3 separate regions of the Mus musculus genome follow, and regions 2 and 3 are each linked to region 1. A link is a contact called in public Hi-C and Micro-C data. All regions are on one chromosome and are shown on one strand. The core of a region is the stretch at or near the end of the contact, and the rest is flanking DNA. Distances in the headings are between cores, read along the strand shown. Region 1 overlaps Cabcoco1 (ciliary associated calcium binding coiled-coil 1). Region 2 has its middle 81 kb from the start of Rtkn2. Region 3 overlaps Arid5b (AT rich interactive domain 5B (MRF1-like)).

The links. Hi-C and Micro-C count contacts between places; a contact is called where the count stands out from the background.
Region 2: a contact with region 1 is called in a Hi-C map of liver, with 4 times the contacts expected there. The contact joins two enhancer-like sites. A contact is called at or near these places in 2 of 484 Hi-C or Micro-C datasets (embryonic stem cells and liver) and 1 of 115 datasets of contacts at active chromatin or transcription factors (microglia).
Region 3: a Micro-C map of the HL-1 cell line shows a contact between it and region 1, with 3 times the contacts expected there. The contact joins two enhancer-like sites. A contact is called at or near these places in 10 of 484 Hi-C or Micro-C datasets (B cells, ECoMG-derived neutrophils, the HL-1 cell line and 5 more).

Annotation. Positions count from the first base shown.
Region 1 is chr10:68,445,132-68,448,259 of GRCm38.p6, reverse strand. The region is part of intron 5 of Cabcoco1 (ciliary associated calcium binding coiled-coil 1); the gene reads left to right. Among named protein-coding and RNA genes, the nearest start is that of Gm40683, 60 kb to the right of the region's middle. Within about 2 kb of position 1,434, at least 135 of the 459 cell types and tissues checked have an H3K27ac peak or open chromatin away from gene starts, as enhancers often do. A contact at or near this core is called in the HL-1 cell line and liver, where this site is marked.
Region 2 is chr10:68,059,311-68,062,438 of GRCm38.p6, reverse strand. No RefSeq gene overlaps it. Among named protein-coding and RNA genes, the nearest start is that of Rtkn2, 81 kb to the right of the region's middle. Within about 2 kb of position 1,643, at least 29 of the 459 cell types and tissues checked have an H3K27ac peak or open chromatin away from gene starts, as enhancers often do. A contact at or near this core is called in liver, where this site is marked.
Region 3 is chr10:68,154,731-68,157,858 of GRCm38.p6, reverse strand. All of the region lies in intron 4 of Arid5b (AT rich interactive domain 5B (MRF1-like)), which reads left to right. It overlaps Gm51770 (a long non-coding RNA gene), which reads right to left. Exons shown (of 3, transcript XR_003948901.1): 1 at 1,726-3,128. Among named protein-coding and RNA genes, the nearest start is that of Gm51770, 5.2 kb to the right of the region's middle. Within about 2 kb of position 1,453, at least 72 of the 459 cell types and tissues checked have an H3K27ac peak or open chromatin away from gene starts, as enhancers often do. A contact at or near this core is called in the HL-1 cell line, where this site is marked.

The DNA of each region.
Region 1 (3,128 bases), core at 185-2,684:
TCTGTTTATTCCTTTCATCCTTTTTTAACCTTCTCTTGGTGAGTACCTCGATGGGAGATGTGTAAGTACATACGTAATTACGTACGTACGTACGTACGTACGTGCGTGCGTGCGTGCGTGCAGTTGGGAGGTGTGTATGAAGAGATCTTCTTACCATGGAGCACACATGCAGGCCAGAGGACAACTCTGGAGTTAGTTTTCTCTGTCCCCACCTTTCACGGGGTCTGGGACTTAAATTCAGGCTGCCAGCTTTTCATGACAAACACCATTATCTTCTGAGCAACCTCAAGGCCCCTCCATCCTTTTTTAACCATCCTCTCTCTAAAAAATATCTACTGAGCACCCGCAGTGTGTTTAGTCACTTTGCACTTTGTAAAACAAGTTAGAAAACGTTGGCAATTCTTACAACTGGAGCCTGAGGTCTGTGAAGGCAAGAACTTGGGCTTCAAAGATGCAAACGAGCAGGGTCAAGAAAGGCAAAGGTATGTGGACACTTTCCCCCTTCTTAGAATTGGGATCAAAACACCCATGGAAGGAGTTACAGAGACAACGTTTGGTGCTGAGATGAAAGGATGGATCATCTAGAGACTGCCATATCCGGGGATCCATCCCAAAATCAGCTTCCAAACGCTGACACCATTGCATACACTAGCAAGATTTTGCCTAACGGACCCAGATAGAGCTGTCTCTTGTGAGACTATGCCAGGGCCTAGCAAACACAGAAGTGGATGCTTACAGTCAGCTATTGGATGGATCACAGGGCCCCCAATGGAGGAGCTAGAGAAAGTACCCAAGGAGCTAAAGGGATCTGCAATCCTATAGGTGGAACAACAATATGAACAAACCAGTACCACCACCCCCCCCCCCCGCCCTGAGCTCGTGTCTCTAGCTACATATGAATCAGAAGATGGCCTAGTCGGCCATCAGTGGAAAGAGAGGCCCATTGGTCGTGCAAACTTTATATGCCTCAGTACAGTGGAACGACAGGGCCAAGAAGTGGGAGTGGATGGGTGGGGGAGTGGGTGGGGGAGTGTGTGGGGGACTTTGGGGATAGCATTGGAAATGTAAATGAAATAAATACCCAATTAAAAAAAAACATTAGAAAAAAAAAAAAAGAAAAGAAAGGCAAAGAGCCAAAGTAAGGCAGATGTATAAACATTGTGGAGCTGTTCCCGAAGAGCTTCCTGGATGATTGAGCGTTAGGCCTGGGCAGAGGGAATAATTACTCTACTTTGTGTCCTGTAGAAGTGAAGCCACTGATATCAGTAAGGTAAAGAAGCTGGAAAACGGGGGAGGCTTGAAAAGACAATAACATAGGGTAAGTGGGCAAGCCCAGGCCTGCCCAGTAAAACTCCAGAACACACAGGCTGTACAGCTGAGATATGCTATATCACTACAGGAAAACACTGGGTCTGGGCAGCTTCTGACGACTTGTGTAAACAGAGCAAAGGCCGTTTGAAATTCAGCAACATGGAATGTGTCTTCTGTAACTGGACCAGAGATGACCTAAAGCAGTTCAGAAGGACTTCACAAAGAAACTGCTCTCACTCTCGATAGAAGCAGGAGGAGTCTGTCCAGGATTTCAATATACATCAGGCTGGGTTGGAGTAGGGTAAAGGGAGCCTGGATATCTAGAACATTCCAGCTTAGAATCTAGATATCACCAAAATACTTCCGAGCTGTGTTTAAGAGTAAACGGGCAGAGTCTGCTAAATATAGGCAAAAAGTTTTCTTAGAGAACTCGGTGTGTAAAGAGGAAGGACCCAGACTCCTCCAAAGTGAGTCTGCCTTTACTGTAACAACATCCAGAAAGTGACCTGCAGCGCCGCCTCTGACACAGGAAGCCCCTTTTCCCTGTCAGCCTGAAGACTGCCCCTAATAATACAATTTAGGACTCAACTAGGAGATATTAAAACAGGTAGCAGGGGGACCAAGCAGAGCTAACCAGAGAGGGAAATATTTATACCTATGATAACATGTTTCCTAGTAATAATTTATGAGCCTACTGGAGACGAGAGAAGCACACAAACGAGGAGTAAGACAAAAAAGAAAGCAAGAGATCTGAAATGTAAACATCATGCCTTTGGCAAACTCTCTTCAGTTAAAAAGGACAGGACGGCTGGGGTTGACTAAAGCAAATGGCTACATTTCCCTGGTCTCTTGCTTCCTCCATGCTAAGGGTTACGGGCTGATTTACAACTTCCTGTGTTGTTTTTCAAATCTATATTTGTCAGCACATTTTTTTAATGTCAGATTACTTAAAATAGATACGCCGGGTCTTCAAAGTCAGGGACAATGACAGCATTGACTTCTCTCAAAGTTTCGTAGCACTTTATAAACATCCTAACCGTTTAGCCTCCTGAACGCTAGATTTCTAGATGAAACTCATTTTACTAAACTTTTAAGAAGGCTTCCCACCCCCTTTCCCAATTTTCTTGATGACTGTGGAGTTCAACCAGAACTCTTTGAAGTTAAAATGAGCCAAATAAACTCTGCCTCAGCCTCATCTTACACAGGGACTTTACGCTGTCAAAACAACAGAAAGTATCCCTGGTCACCCCCCCCCCCCGCTGCTCCCCTCCCCGCCCCCGCCAAAAGAATAAAACCAAAAAGATTTAGTGTCTTCCATTGTAGTTCTGCTTCCATCCGTCATGGTGTGTTGTCTCCAGTAATTTCTGCAAACCACAGGTAGGTAGTTGTTCAGGGAAAGAGAGAATATTATTCTCCACAAGATAGCTTCATCTGCAGGCAAGCCTTCCGCAGGGCCAACGGAAATGCAAAAGGAGAAAGGGTAAAATTCACCTTTTAAGTTTATATCTGATGATTCAAAACAGGCTTTCCACTATGATAATACCTTACCTCTTCTTTCAGACTCACTGACTGACAGTGTTGTTTAAGTTCAAACCCTTAAAAAAAAAGAGGTAATGTAACATACTTCAATTTTTTTAAAGATTTATTTATTTTCATGTATGTGAGTACACTGTCGCTGTCTTCAGACACACCAGAAAAGAGTTCAGACACACCAGAAAAGGACATCAGATCCCATTATAGACAGTCACAAGCCACCATGTGGTTGCTGGGAATTGAACTCAGGACCTTCAGAAGAGCAAGCAGTTAGTGCTCTTAAC
Region 2 (3,128 bases), core at 394-2,893, 390 kb after region 1:
TTGCTGGAAGCCATTGGCCACAATATAGGTCAAGTCCACCATCACAAAAATGGCCGCTGCCACCTACCTCCTCACTTAACGTATTTGACCCAACTCAACAGTGCCTAAGCCAAGGAACCAATACAGGGGTCCGTCCTTTTCAGGGCTCCTACCTTTTTGCTAAACACCATGACCAAAGCTTGTTCCTCATGGCTTGCTCACTTTGCTTTCTTATACATCCCAGGAGAAGTGGGCTGAGCCCATTCTCGTCAAACATCAACCAAAAAAGGTACCCAAAGGCTTGTCTACATGCAATCTGATGGGGACAGAGACATTTTCTGAGCTGAGTTCTCTCTTCTCAGATGACTCTAGCTTGTGTCAAGTTGACAAAAAGCAAGCAAGCAAACAAACACCTAACCAGCATAGTTCAGCATCCTTGGTTGTTTGTGTTGTGAGGCAGGGTCTCACCCTTTCACCCAGAGTGACCTAAAAACTCACAGTGTAGCCCAGGCTGGCCCCAGATTCAGCAACTTCCTCTGAAGACCCCAAAATGTCCCATGTTCTTCTAAATACTCCTGAAATGACGTCTTGGGTCTGCATGCTCCCTGTTCCCTTTCTGCATTCATTCATTCATTCATTCATTCATTCATTTATTCATTCCTCTTAAGACAATTTTGTGGTTTGTTTTTAAATGAGCTAGGAACTATTTTCAGTTTAGAAAAACTAGCCAGAGAATCAATCTTGACTCAGTTGCTAGGATACTACGTCTTTGGAGCAGAAGTAAAGAATCAATTTCCCTGCGCCTTAAAGAACATGTATTTAAGTAAATTACTTCCCTAGAAATATTGATTCATTTCAAAAAAGCATTAAATAATACGGAAACAAGAGGATTTTTTTTCTGTGAAAGCTAAATCTCCACATTGAAGCGGATGTACACTTAAATAAAATATATTCACAAGGATAATCCCGACCTCGCTCTAGAGAGAACATAAACATTAATGAAGTGACAGAACTAGTCACGTAGGGGGAGTGCTTGCAGGCCGCTGCATAAATAATGACCACCAAATTGCCTGAGTGGTTTTATGTGTGAAATGGCTTTGTGAATTTTCCAAAGAACTCAGTCCTAGGATTACGAGGTGCAAGGCTGAATTTGTTCTAACAAATGAAGTATTCTTAAGACATATTCTAATGGAGACATCACGACTAAACACACATTATCTTCCAAACTGTGCTTTAAAAATGTTTCAGCTTCTTAGTGGGCTCCGTGTACTGGGAAGAGCGGCGAAGGCCGGCAACTGGCCTCTCAGGCACCCTCGGACATCACCAAGTCCTGCTCCAGGGAGTCAAGCCAGCCAGCCTGCAGAATGTTTCAGCAGGAACTTTTGGCTGCTTTAAGCGCCTAGAACAAATGTTTGTTTGCTCCAGTACGGGGAATCAAATGCCTTTGTGTGAAAACATTTGCTCGAGAAGCAAATGTTTGTTTTCATAATCGACATTTGGACTGTTGGAACATTACCACTTCAGATATTGGTTGGAGAAATATACATTTAATACGAGAAACCAGACTAGGATCGGACACCAGTTGGGACACAGATGAAGGCGGCAAGAGAATGAGGTAGAAACTGGACCCTGTCAGGACTAAGGAGGAAAGCTGGGCCTTGCTTTCCGTGTTTCTGCTTGTTTCCCAGCAACGATATAAACGAAGAATGATTTATTTCTGTCTAGAAGCATATGACTTATAAATTATCAAGGACAGAAGCAAGAGTGTATTTATCTAGTATTAATATTTAAATGCCATTTTCCTATTGAATGTACCTCGTGCTCTGTATTAATCTGTTACATCAGATTTAGTACAGATTCATGTTGCCTAAATGGAGGATTTTTTTTTTCTCTAGGCTCACGTTTGATTATCTGTGCTTGGTAGTGGGAGGACAGATACTCCCCAAACAGCAGGAGATGCAGAAATAAGCCCTGGCTTTTGAGTGCATTAAATTTTTTAGCAGCAGAGAGAAACTAATTACATTTTAAGGGAGAGAGATATTTGCAAGCGTGACAAGAGTCATTTATATATTAAATATATTATATTTGGCCACAGTTAATCCATAAATAGAAAGCACAATTACACTGAGTTTGAGGATGAAGACAAGAACAAAACATCTTTTAAATTAAAACAGTCTTTTTTCCACGTACAGTTTGAATATTTTTAGTTTGATAAAAAACCATGAGTACATGCAAATGTATTGGCTTTTATGGTGTCAGACTGGAGTTTTTCGTTGATATGAAAAGAAATTGTACCATCCAGGTTCATCAGAACATTTATGAGCTGAAATGTGGAATCAGATTACTATATACTTTAAAATACAATAAAATTATAGTTCAAATTTCTTTGCTGCTAGCCTTAGGCCTATTTGATCTTCAGCTGATGTGTATATTATATTATGTGCTGCAATAGAAAAGCAAGCCAGTGTCGGTTTAGAAATGCCAAATGGAAGAATTATTCATTAGAACTTCAAGGAACAGACTTTGTATCTAAAAATCCACCCATTACTAACTGTTTCCATTTGTAAATTTCATGAGCAAGATAAGTGATATAATGCATGTATATTTGAAGTGCTGTGAGCTTCCAGAACTCAATAACTCAAAGTATTACAGTAAATTCCCATTTCTCCTGAATCCAAACTACCAGGGAGCAGAAATAATGAGAAATTTTTTTTTTTTTGGTGCGATTTATAAAATGGTAATGTCCCTGGAGGATTACAAGATCCTAAATTCTTTTGAACAGTCACAGAAAGATTAAATTTTGTTCAGCATAATTTTGTGGTAGGAATGTTTGATAGTATTGTAATTCTTTGAAGATAGTAATTAATCTGTGTGTAGCCCATGGTGATTCTTCTTGTTCAGCCTCAATGTAGATACAGCATCTTGCATTTTCCGGAAACATGGGTTTTATATTTCTAGTTTAATACAACCCTAAAGTGTAGAGCACAGAATAAACCTTACTTACTGCGTTTGATAATGGGCTGTATGGACCCCACTTCAGTGGCAACTGATGACTCCGAATGGTTGCTGTAGAGGATTCCGATGGAAACTCACCCTAGCCCATAGTACCAGGCCGTCTCTTAGAACTCACATTTGAGCTGGGCACCTAT
Region 3 (3,128 bases), core at 204-2,703, 290 kb after region 1:
GGACTGTTCAAGCCCATTGGTGTCTGCTGCCTAAAATGAGCTAGGTGACCTGCATCGCCATGTCTCCTGCAAGAGCAGCCGGATATTACAACAGAGGAGTAATTAAAAGAACATACCAAAGACAGATGTCTCTCATGCATGCCACTACATGCTACGAAACGGAGGAGCCACACCACAGCTCCCGTATTTACACAAAGCCCTGAAGTTGTCTGTGTCTAAGGAAACAAGCCAACTCATGCAGGCTGACCCCCAGGGGCCATCAGAGCTAAAGTCCATGGGAAGCTTATTTGCATTTAAATGGCAAATTGGAAACATTTTTCGAAGATAGTTGATGAACATATTCCAAAATGGCTTTCATTAAATAGGAGCCCAAGATGTGAATTTGCATAGATGGTGCTGGCCTTGTAAATTCTCCCGTGCTCCTTGGGAAAAAAACAGCTGAGAAGCAACAAGTTGGCTGCCTAATAAGGCCCCTAACGGACTTCCTTCTCAGGACTTTAGAGAGGTATAGACGCTAGCTGGCTCATTTACCTCTTGCTGCGTCTTTCCTCCATCCCCCAACTGAGCCTATGGACCACCTGGCCAGGCAGAACACCAAAGAGAGTGGCCCAAGGCTTTCCTCTCCCTCACGAATTGAGCATATGACTTGTGAGTCAATACAGGTGACAAGGTCAGTTTGTCTGTCCACTCACACATAATCCAATTGAGATTTATGGGTTATCAGCTATGTCCTTGTGTGGAATCCTACATAAGGAAATGAACCAGCGGGCCGTAGTACAATAAAGAACACAACCCCGTGCTACTTCCAGGAGCTCGCATTCCAGGGTGGGGACTTGCAAATTACAGTGCGAACTGTGAATAAATACCATCCCGGAGCAAAGTGAATCCTTCCTGTCAGCTTCGGCAGACAGAGAAGATAGTTTTAACTTTTGTTTTTTATTTTCCCCTTGCATATTTTACTGGAACTCACGTAACAGGGCCTGGCACATTTTACCCAGTGACTAATATATTAATCCCACTCTCCTCTTAGCCGTGTGGGAATGTCAGTTGAGTCAGGGTTTAAAAATGGGACTTGGGGAGATTTGCTCTAGATCTGTTGACTAATATCAATTAAACCCCAGAACATCACACACAAATTGAAGATGTCTTTTTCACTCTTCTTAAAGACCCAAAGATGCACCTAGCTAATAACCTGTTCCACATCCTTAATAAAGACCAGGCTAATTAAAAATTGTTTGCCGCCTGAAAATGAATAAATGAAGAACCATATATTAAAATCAGCAACTTCCTTTGGCAGAAGACGCTGAATGTGGGCTAGGGGGAATGAAAGAAATAATTGTGAGCTTTTTATCATCTATGATGACGCATACAAATGAGGGGTTGTGTCACCCTGACAAGGCACAGGGGGAAGGAGACTCTTGGCAGAATTGGCAGCCAGGGTTAGTATCTGCAGTACAGAAGCAAAAAGGATCAGAGTCAGTGTGTTATGTTTTAAATCTGAAATGCCGCCTCCCACCCCCCAGCCCCAGAGATTCATGCTTGGATTAATTGTTCCCACATGGTGGCGCTATTCTTCAAGTGTCATGGAGCCCTTGGGAGATGGAACCTAGCGAGCAAAAATTGGTCACTGGGGGTGGGTCTCTGAAGGTCTTGCTCTCCGCTCTGCTTGCTGACCTGTCCTAATGTAAAAATTTCTATCATATAGCCCAGTCCCCATGAACTAACCTGCTCCCACAGTGATGATGGGATTCCAGTCCTTCTGAAACTGGGAACCAGAAGAAGCCTTTCCTACCTGAGTAGCCAGGACGCTGAGTTTCTTCTTCTTTCTGTCCCCCACTTTTCTAGGCTGTACACCAAGCTACATCTTGCTCCATCCCTTATCTGTCATCTTGAGTCTCCCTTCTGTAGGCCTGTGATATGAGGCTCCTCACTAGCTGATGTGTTTATCTTGCAGTAAGAGGACAGAGGTGCCTCCCTTGGGTTCTGTAGAGCCTGGAAAGTTGGGACCTCTGTTTAGATCTTAATGTATGTTGTCCTCCATCAGGCTAGAACCTGTACATGCATGCTTCCTAAAAAAGAAACTCACTCATCTGACCCACCAGACTGGTGGTGACTTCTTTCTTCCTGCAGACTTTAATTGGAGCATCGCTCTTCCTAGATCTCTTCCCCTATGACTCCATGAGGTCAGTGTCTCTGTGACACTCCAAGAACCCTTACTGGTCCCTTTATACAACTCTCACAATCTCACTAGAGATATATTGGGATGCTTGATATCCTTTGCGTGTAGCTCACTGATCCAAGCTAGCAGTGAATAAACTGAGCTTAATCTATCTTAAATTCACAGAGGAACTGTATAGGAAGTATACGCCAGTTGCCCTTGCGGTCTGCTTTAAATAAGGCCCCGCTTGCTTGCATATCAAGCCAGGCTGCTGTGTAGAGTGAAGAAGCACAGAGCGAGAGCTGAAGAAGACGCATACATACCTTTAATCCCAGCTTTTGTGAGGTAGAGGCAGGAGGATCACTTCAAGTTTGAGGCACGTTCCAGGCTGGCTAGGGACCTAGCAAAACCTTGTCTCAAAGCCAGAAAAGAATAAAGAGGAAGATGGCAGAGCCAAGGCAGTAACTGACGACTGCTTGTGGGTCTGAGGTGGGTTCACTGACCGTTGCCTCTTGCTCCTAGTGTCTGTGTCTCGGGTTCCTCCTCTTTAGCATTATTAACCATAGCAATTGGCAATACCCAGCTACCGAGTATACTACAAGAGGACTTAGATGGCGAAGTGCCTAACATCCGACACCTACAGAGGATTACAACGCCTCCCATGTTTGGCATGGACAGAGAGGGCGAGGGTCTATCTTTCCAGAATATTCCAGAGCTCGGATGCTCTCACCTTCAGTTTAATTCCTTCTTCCCCTCAGCCCTCCCCAATCCTTACACACAGACTGTTCTCTATTCCAGGGAACCCATGGCCTCTCTCACTCTCTGTGGCTGTCACAAGCAATAGTGAAATTGGAGATTATACTTCTTTATGCATGCTCTTCCCCAATAACTTATAACCTCCTGTTGTGTGTCAGGCTTAATTATCCTCAGTGTTTTTCTCCAAAGTAATTTCTCAGGGAAAGACAAAACC